2 separate regions of the Ovis aries genome follow, and region 2 is linked to region 1. A link is a contact called in public Hi-C data. All regions are on one chromosome and are shown on one strand. Each heading gives the region's core, a stretch centred on a gene start, on an enhancer-like site or on the middle of the called end of the contact. The rest is flanking DNA. Distances are from core to core; before and after follow the strand shown. Region 1 holds the start of NELFE (negative elongation factor complex member E). Region 2 holds the start of LY6G5C (lymphocyte antigen 6 family member G5C).

Region 1 (3,739 bases), core at 386-2,885:
AGACAAGGAGGTTGTGGACGACAGGTTTGTATTCTCTAGCAGGACCTGAGGCAAGAGAACAGAGCGCCAGTGAGGCTGAGCTTGCCTCTGACCCCACCTTCTCCTAAATCTGCTTCTGGTGACCCACGACCACTTACCTCCTTGTAGCCTAGTATCTGGCCTGTGGTTGGGTGTCTTTGGGCCTGTAGGTCGGAGGGGACTGGGGCCCCCAGTGTGGCCAGGAGAGACCAGGGATCCATCTTCCTCTGCCATTTCCTGGACAGAAGCAAAGCAACGTTCAGGTCTTCTTTCTCCTCTGTCCCAGCTTCCTTCAGGGACCCACCTGCCAAGCCCAGGCCCTTCTAGACCCCTCACCGGGCTGAGTGCTCCACACCATGCAGAGGCAGCCAGGTGGGAGATGACAAGAACAACTGCTCTGCTTCCTGCTGCAGATCTGGGGCACAGGGAGGGAGGCCGTGGGGAAGCTGGAACAAAGGCACGAGGTAAGGGAAGAGAGTAAGACACAAAAGAGAAGGTGACGCGACTTGTATTTAGATCAGATATGACAGACGTCCCAGACTAGGACAATCAGGCTGAAGCACTATTTTCCAAAGGCTGTTCTGTTTTACAGAACAAACGGTCTGCAACCGAATTACCTAGGGTTCTGATTAACAATACAGATTTTGGATTTCTGAATCTATGGACCTAAGAACTAGGATTTTTCAAAAGCTCCCCCATCAATTGTGTGTGTGTGTGTGTGTGTGTGTGTGTGTGTGTGCGTGCGCGCACTCAGTTGTGTTCCAACCCACGGATTGTGGCCCGCCAGGCTCCTCTGTCCGTGAGATTTTCCACTAATCATCAGGCACACTGATATTTGAGAATTTCTAGTTTTAGGAAAACGGGGCCCCAGGCCTAAGGATGAAGAGCCAGGTGGTGTTCAAAGGCTAGCATCTCAGTCACCAAGAGCCCTGGTGCTTGGAGACAGAACAGGACTCCAGGGAGAAAACAGCAGTTTGAAAGAGCAGTTCTCAGAACTAAAGTTTCCTCGGGGTTCCCTGCTCTATCGTCTTATGGGCTCTGACCCACTGCAGGTCCATTGGGTTGGAGTCTGTCCAGCACCAGTCTAGGCTCGGATGACAAGTATCCAGAGACAGGACAGCTGAGTCAGCTTACATCCTACTGGGAGGGTGAAGGAGGTTTCAAGCTCAACAGGGTCAAGGTTAGGGTGAATCGGCACTCACGGTGCTCTCTGGAGCCCCAGGCACATTCAGCAACTCCCAGCGCCCAGTGCATCCCAGCTCTACGGCCCGAAGGGGCAGGTCCAGGGGATCTGGGGGAGGTAGCACTACGGAGGAAAGGTCACAGGTCAGGAGTTAAGGGTCATTCACTGTCTCCTCCGTCTTTCCACCCCCTCCCCCTCACCGAGTCGCTCCGTCTCCATCATCCTGGAGCCACGGCAGCAGCCGGGCAGCCGGGAAACGTAAGGAGGAGCCGGAACCGGCGGAAGTAGAAGCGACTTCCGGCACAAATGGGCCTAGGGGCGGGATAAGAGCTACTTAGGGGCTGACCCAAACTGGTGGGAGGCCGGGCGGAAGTGTGTGCGGCGCGGGCCGCCTTGGTTACCGCGTTCTCCGCCCCTCGCTACGTCATCGCTCTGAGCCCGGGATCCGCTGCCCGCGCGGGCGCCGCCCGAGACCGTGGGGCCCCGGTTGCCGCCCCCTCAGGTAAGGCCGTCTCCTCAGCCTTCGCCCCCCTTTTTCCGAGCTCCTTCTGTCTTCTTGCCCCTTTCGTTGCTCTGAGAGCGCTGCGCGGGTTCCACTGCTTCCTCTGCTTTTCGGACCCCGCAATTCCATACCAACTCCAGCGAGATAGGGGGGTCTGGTGCCATCGTCTTGGCCACGGAGCGGGTATTTATCGCTTCCTGGGCCACATGGTGCCCCAAGGCGCTGGTATCCGTGATTCCTGAAGACAGAAGGGAATGCTGGTTGATCCCGACGAGGTGGGCTTTGGACGGCAGCCTGGTTAAGCAAGGGGTAGGGAGAGGTAGAAGATAGGAGTAGGCAGGCCTGAAGGGGGGGGATCGGGAGCAGTGTGGACGGCGTGTGAACTCTGGGCGGTGACAGTGGAGAAAGATGTCTTGGGCCCTGCCCCCGAACCAGGAGCCACCATGTTGGTGATACCCCCCGGACTGAGCGAGGAGGAGGAGGCTCTGCAGAAGAAATTCAACAAACTCAAGAAAAAGGTGAGGGAGTGTGTGTGGGCATGGCCCAAACTTTCAAAGACTCTACACTGAGAACACCTGGGGTGAGTGTGAGGGGATGGGGGGTGGGGATTCCTCTAGCTAATACCTGGACGCCTGTCATCTCTCAGTGTAACTTCAGAGATGGACTTTCCCAAGTGTGTACTTTCTTTTCTCTCTTTTCTGTGTGGTCTGCCATGGAGTTGTCTTCCTTTCCCATGGCTTTTAGTACCACCTAAGAACTGGTGATCCCAAGCTTGGTTTTTCCAATGCCGTCTAGTGTCTTACTGATAACAACTGAAGCTGTCCTCTTGTCTGTACTAAACTTGGTCTTCCAAATAGGACTGTCTGCATTCACTTCTTCGATTTGTTTGAGATGAATATCTCACCTCTGTCTCCTGCACCATTTGTGTAGCCAAACGTTTGCCAAGTCTTCATTTTTCTTTTAAAGTAATTTCTTCTGTTTTCTTTTTCCTATGTATTCCCTAGATCAGGTCTTTCCTGATGCTCACTTTGACTGTTGTAATGGGCTCTCAGCAAGTTTCTTCTCTTGGACAGACTTTTTCACTCCTGTTAAACGGTGCATTGAAAACACTAAACACTGCCCTTCTTTTTTCAAAACACAGTGGTTTCGCATTGCCTATAAAAAGCTTTAATCTGGCCTTTCTTCCTATAGAACTATTCCTTGGTCCCAAAGCATGTATTCTCAAAACCTTCTTATCTTTGCATCTCTGCCACCCTGTTTTCTTTGTCTAAAATGCCTTTTCCTCTCAGCCTACGTTATGTAGATCCTACTCAGGGCCCGGTTTAATAACCATTTGCATCAGAAAAATCTTATTTGCTTTCAGCTCCATTCTGCACTTATCAGTCTTGACAATTCAGTCTGGTCATCTTCTTTCTCAGCCTGTGAGCTCAAGAGGAGGATCTGTGTTTCTTTTGCAAATCTGTTTCAAAGCATTGGTGTGTTCTTATTAAACACGTAAGGGTAGATGGATGAAGCCCCTATGAAGGCATGGAGGCTTATACTAAACTGCAATGTGTATCCAGGGACCATGGTCTGTGGTTGAGTTCCTTGTTTTCAACTTGAAAAATATGAGACTCTGCAAAGCCTCTGGATACTATGGTTTAGACAGAGTAGGTGTGGCTGGTGTATGTGATCTGAGGGACTATATGTGAGAGGCAAGACAGCTGCAGTGTACCACTCCAGGGGCACCATTTGCATTATTTTCTCTCAGAAAGGCATCCCCGGAGTGATGCGCCCAAGGGCCTTGGGAGAAGACCTGGCCAGGGATTGGCCCTCATCAATCCCTCTCTTCTCACTCTTGTTCCCAGAAAAAGGCATTGCTGGCTCTGAAGAAGCAAAGTAGCAGCAGCACAGCCAGCCAAGGCGGCGTCAAACGCTGTGAGTGACGGGGGAGGCAGGGATAGGCTGGAAGCAAGCATACCGGCTGACCTCTGACCAGCATAATAACTCTTTCCCTTTCCACTTCAGCACTGTCAGAGCAGCCTGTGGTGGACACA
Region 2 (3,739 bases), core at 898-3,397, 220 kb after region 1:
AACGAACCCAGAGCAGGATCAGTGCGCCTAAGGCCACGCCCCCTGAAGAAGGCCCTGTCCAGACCCTCTGCGCCCACGGTCGCTTAACTTCACCGCAAGTCTTCCTGGACCTCTCAGGGCGACCCCTTCAGGGAGTCCAACCTCAGCCCCCCTAATGCCTTCTCGTTGCGCTTTTATTTAAGAGAGGGAGTCAAAGGGTGCTGTACAATTTCCTTCTGCCTCCCCTTTGCCTTTTTTGCTTCGAAAACAGCCCCCGCTGTCTGATTCTTTTTGTCACTCATTCAACATTTATATCGGTGCCCAGTGCTCCGCCCCAGTTCGCCATTACTCTAACTTTTCCCTAAAATAATACTATTTTTATCGTGCCAAGGCTCTTCAGGTGAAGGCAGTGGTGTGTGTTTTTCTCTCGTATTTTTTTCTTTCGCGCCTGCCTTTCTTGGTGTATCTCCATCCTTTCGTCCTAGCTTCCTCATCAGCACCCCAAGACCAGATGATTCTTGAATAATCTGGCACCACAGCAGGGAATCCTCGGGCTGGGCCCGGCCCCAAACCTTCAGACCAGAAGCTGGTGAAGGTGGAGTGTTCCTGGAAGCCTAGGACTTTCCGTAGCCCATCCGACCCTTAAAGCTAAAAACCTGAGTCTCTCACAGAGACTGATCTGGCCAGATTCCGACGGAGCAGGCGAGGTGGGCCCAGGAGACCCCCCGGCGGAGGAAGGGAGGAAGTGTATGGGGCACCTGGAGCAGCATCCGGGTGTGGGAGGGATGTTGGCACCAAAGTGCCACCTTCTGGGGAAGCCGCATAGTACTTTAGGTGATCCACCAGGGCAGGTTTCCCTGGTGGCCCAGGCGGTAAAGAATTCGCCTGCAGTGCGCGAAGACCTGGGTTCGATCCCTGGGTTGGGAAGATCCCCTGGAGGAGGGCATGGCAACCCACTTCAATATTCTTGCTTGGAGAATCCCCATAGACAGAGGAGCCTGGGAGTCGGACACGACTGAGCGACTAAGGAGCCTGGGAGTCGGACACGACTGAGCGACTAAGTACTCACACACACACCCCTGAGCGACTAAGTACACACACACACACACCCTCAGGGCAGGATGCCTGGGTCCCTACGAAGGCGCGACCTTCTCAGGTTTCTCTCCAGCCGCCTGGCCAAGAGCTGAGCTTGGGCTGGGGGCCGCCCTCGCGTCTTCCCAAAAGCTCTGAGGTGCAGCCAGGCACGGAGAGCGAGCTCACAGCTCCAGAGCCGGTGGGCACCGGAGATCAGACCCACTGACCTGCGGTTGAGCTGAGGCAGGACCGGAAAAGCAGGGGGTGCGGGGCGAGGGGGCGGTGTATGGAAAGGCTCTGGTTTTCTGGAACCCCTACTGGACTGAGTGGGGTCACTCACGACTCAAGTGTCCTCGCTTTTGGATTTCTGACACGTCTTCCCCATCGTGAAAAATGGTATCACAGTCATCCCCTTTTGCAAGCCTATTCCCCCTTCCTCACCTCACATTCAGTCTAAGTCCAAATCTGTCTGGTCTTCCTTCTAAATGCTGCTCAGAGTCATTCACTTGTCGGCTTCCCTCTCTTCTGCTAGACCAGGCCGCCATCTTGTGACTGGACTCAGGAATAGCTTCCTAACTGGTTTCCCTGCCTCAGAAATCTTTTACAAACAGAAATCTGATCTTGCACTCTTCTGCTGAAATCTCTTTGTCAGTGGTTTACTGCCCAAGTTCCCCCAGAAACACTCTTCCCCTTCCCCCCTCATTGTTGACTTGTCTCCCACTCTAGATTGTGCTCTGTGAGGGTAGGGACTTAGTGCGGTATTGTATCCCCAATACCTGATGCAGTGATCGAACGAATGTCTGTTGAATTAATATGAAAGAAGTTTCCCCTCTCCTTCCCTGATTCTCCCCATCCTTGTTTCCAAACCAGGATGTTAGGGCCGTGGGTGAGGACACTCTGTCCCTTGGCTGTAGAGTCTAGGATTGATTTCCACTCCAAAAGGATGTTGCCTCCCCCCTTCCTCTTTGCCCACTTCTCTTTGGCCAATATAAGGCCAAACTGGAGGCTGGTGGGCAGTCATGTATGTTATGGAAGGCCATGCAGGTAGCCAGAATCAAACCCTCTTAATAGTCCTCTTAATAGTGCTGGTCACGATGAGCTTGGTGTTTGGTAAGTGGTTCAATGGGGTCAGAAGGGTTTCCTAACCTGCCGGATACAGAAACCCTGATACCAAGTATCTGCATACATGTACCAAGAATATTCAGGTAAAACCAGGCAGGAGGAAAATGGGATGGGTGGGCTTGGTGGGATAATGCTCGGGGACTGATAACAAACTGATATTCGCTCTGAGGGAGATTTCTGGTGACTACCCCAAGGCTGTCTCACTCAACGGCAATAACCTGAATGGAGATACTAAGGGGAATCTCTTCGAATCTGAGGGCAATACAGGATGGGGAGGGTTGGGGGAACGTGCCAGATGACAGCCTCAGGATACACAGCATAGAACAAGGCTAAGTTCAGCCTGATAACTCCACTTGGCTGCAAAGCACCATCTACACAGAAACCAGATCCAAAGTGTTTGCTCAGCATCTGCCTCATACCAAGTGCTCTGCTGAGTCTGAAAGCGGGTTTTGGGGGCTCAATAACATGTGATCTGCGCCCAGGACCAGAGGAGGAGGGAAATGAATATGGTGTAGTTGGGGAGGGCTTTGGTGGGCAACGTTTCATGAGTCTGTTCAGTGAAAGGACAACCAAACAAACAATGTGGCCCTGGGCTTTAGTCTCTTGGCTACAGAAAGGAGAAATTCTTCCTGTCCTGTGATGATACACTCTGAGGTTTTCACACTCTGAACATTACAGATTAAGAAAGCATATTCAAAAGAGAATCTGGGGGTTGGGTGAAGGACAGTGAAACCAAGTCACAGAGGAAGCACTGTCTTAACAGGGCTGCCAAAAGTTGGAATGAACTGCCTTGGCCTAACCTTTAAATTTAGAGGTTTGTAGAGTGCTAAGCATGTTAGCCCCTCAAATGCATGTTAAATGAATGAGTTCCTCATTTCAGGAGGTATGAGAGTAGAGAGTAGAAAATTTTTTATGAGAACTAAAGCTTCTGATGTTAGATTAAGCCTGATGGTTTTCAAGAATTAGTCATTTTATGGTTTTCTGAATAGGGAGGTAGGAGGGAACAATGGGGTTGATCAGTCTGGGAATTAGGTGGGTTTGGGGTCAGTGTTTCTCTGTGTTCCAGGTCAGTCTGAGATATATGATCAAGAACCCATTAAACAGAAATATTTCAACAAATACCTAAGCTGCTATCGATGCCTCTTTGAGACCAAGGAGTTGGGATGCCTTCTGGGATCTGACACCTGCCTTGTCCCAAAGGGCAGCAGTTGCATGACTCTGATCATAAAGAACAGTAAGCTGCCTCTTCCTTTCATCTTGGGTCCAGTCCATTCCTGAACTGAGTCTCTACCAGCCTTCTAAGCGGCACCCCAACTGGTTCCCACAACTCTAAGATACTGTTCTATCACTCCCTCTCTCTCTCCTTTCCTTTAGAGCTACTCCACATCGCTACTTCCATTCCTCTTCCCTTCTTGGCTCACCCTCATAACACCCAGCCTCGCAGGCCTGGAGTTCACCAGATCCACTGGCCTTTCCTCGGGCTGCCTTCTCCCCATCTGTCAGCGGTAGTTCCTGCCAGCACCATTCTTCTGCTACATCTTCCATTGTGTCTTCTTAGCCTCCT

The links. Hi-C and Micro-C count contacts between places; a contact is called where the count stands out from the background.
Region 2: a contact with region 1 is called in a Hi-C map of hypothalamus, with 3 times the contacts expected there. The contact joins the promoter of LY6G5C here to the promoter of NELFE in region 1. A contact is called at or near these places in 7 of 16 Hi-C or Micro-C datasets (hypothalamus, mesenteric adipose tissue, mixed tissues and 3 more).

Annotation. Positions count from the first base shown.
Region 1 is chr20:26,479,596-26,483,334 of ARS-UI_Ramb_v3.0, forward strand. NELFE (negative elongation factor complex member E) reads left to right here and starts at 1,636. Exons shown (of 10, transcript XM_012100918.5): 1 at 1,636-1,703; 2 at 2,139-2,221; 3 at 3,551-3,620; 4 at 3,711-3,739. The coding sequence starts at 2,147. It overlaps LOC101114145 (superkiller complex protein 2), which reads right to left and starts at 1,461. Exons shown (of 28, transcript XM_042237100.2): 1 at 1,402-1,461; 2 at 1,221-1,324; 3 at 355-464; 4 at 138-255; 5 at 1-45. The coding sequence starts at 1,423.
Region 2 is chr20:26,703,151-26,706,889 of ARS-UI_Ramb_v3.0, forward strand. LY6G5C (lymphocyte antigen 6 family member G5C) reads left to right here and starts at 2,148. Exons shown (of 3, transcript XM_027958559.2): 1 at 2,148-2,163; 2 at 3,242-3,409. The coding sequence starts at 2,148.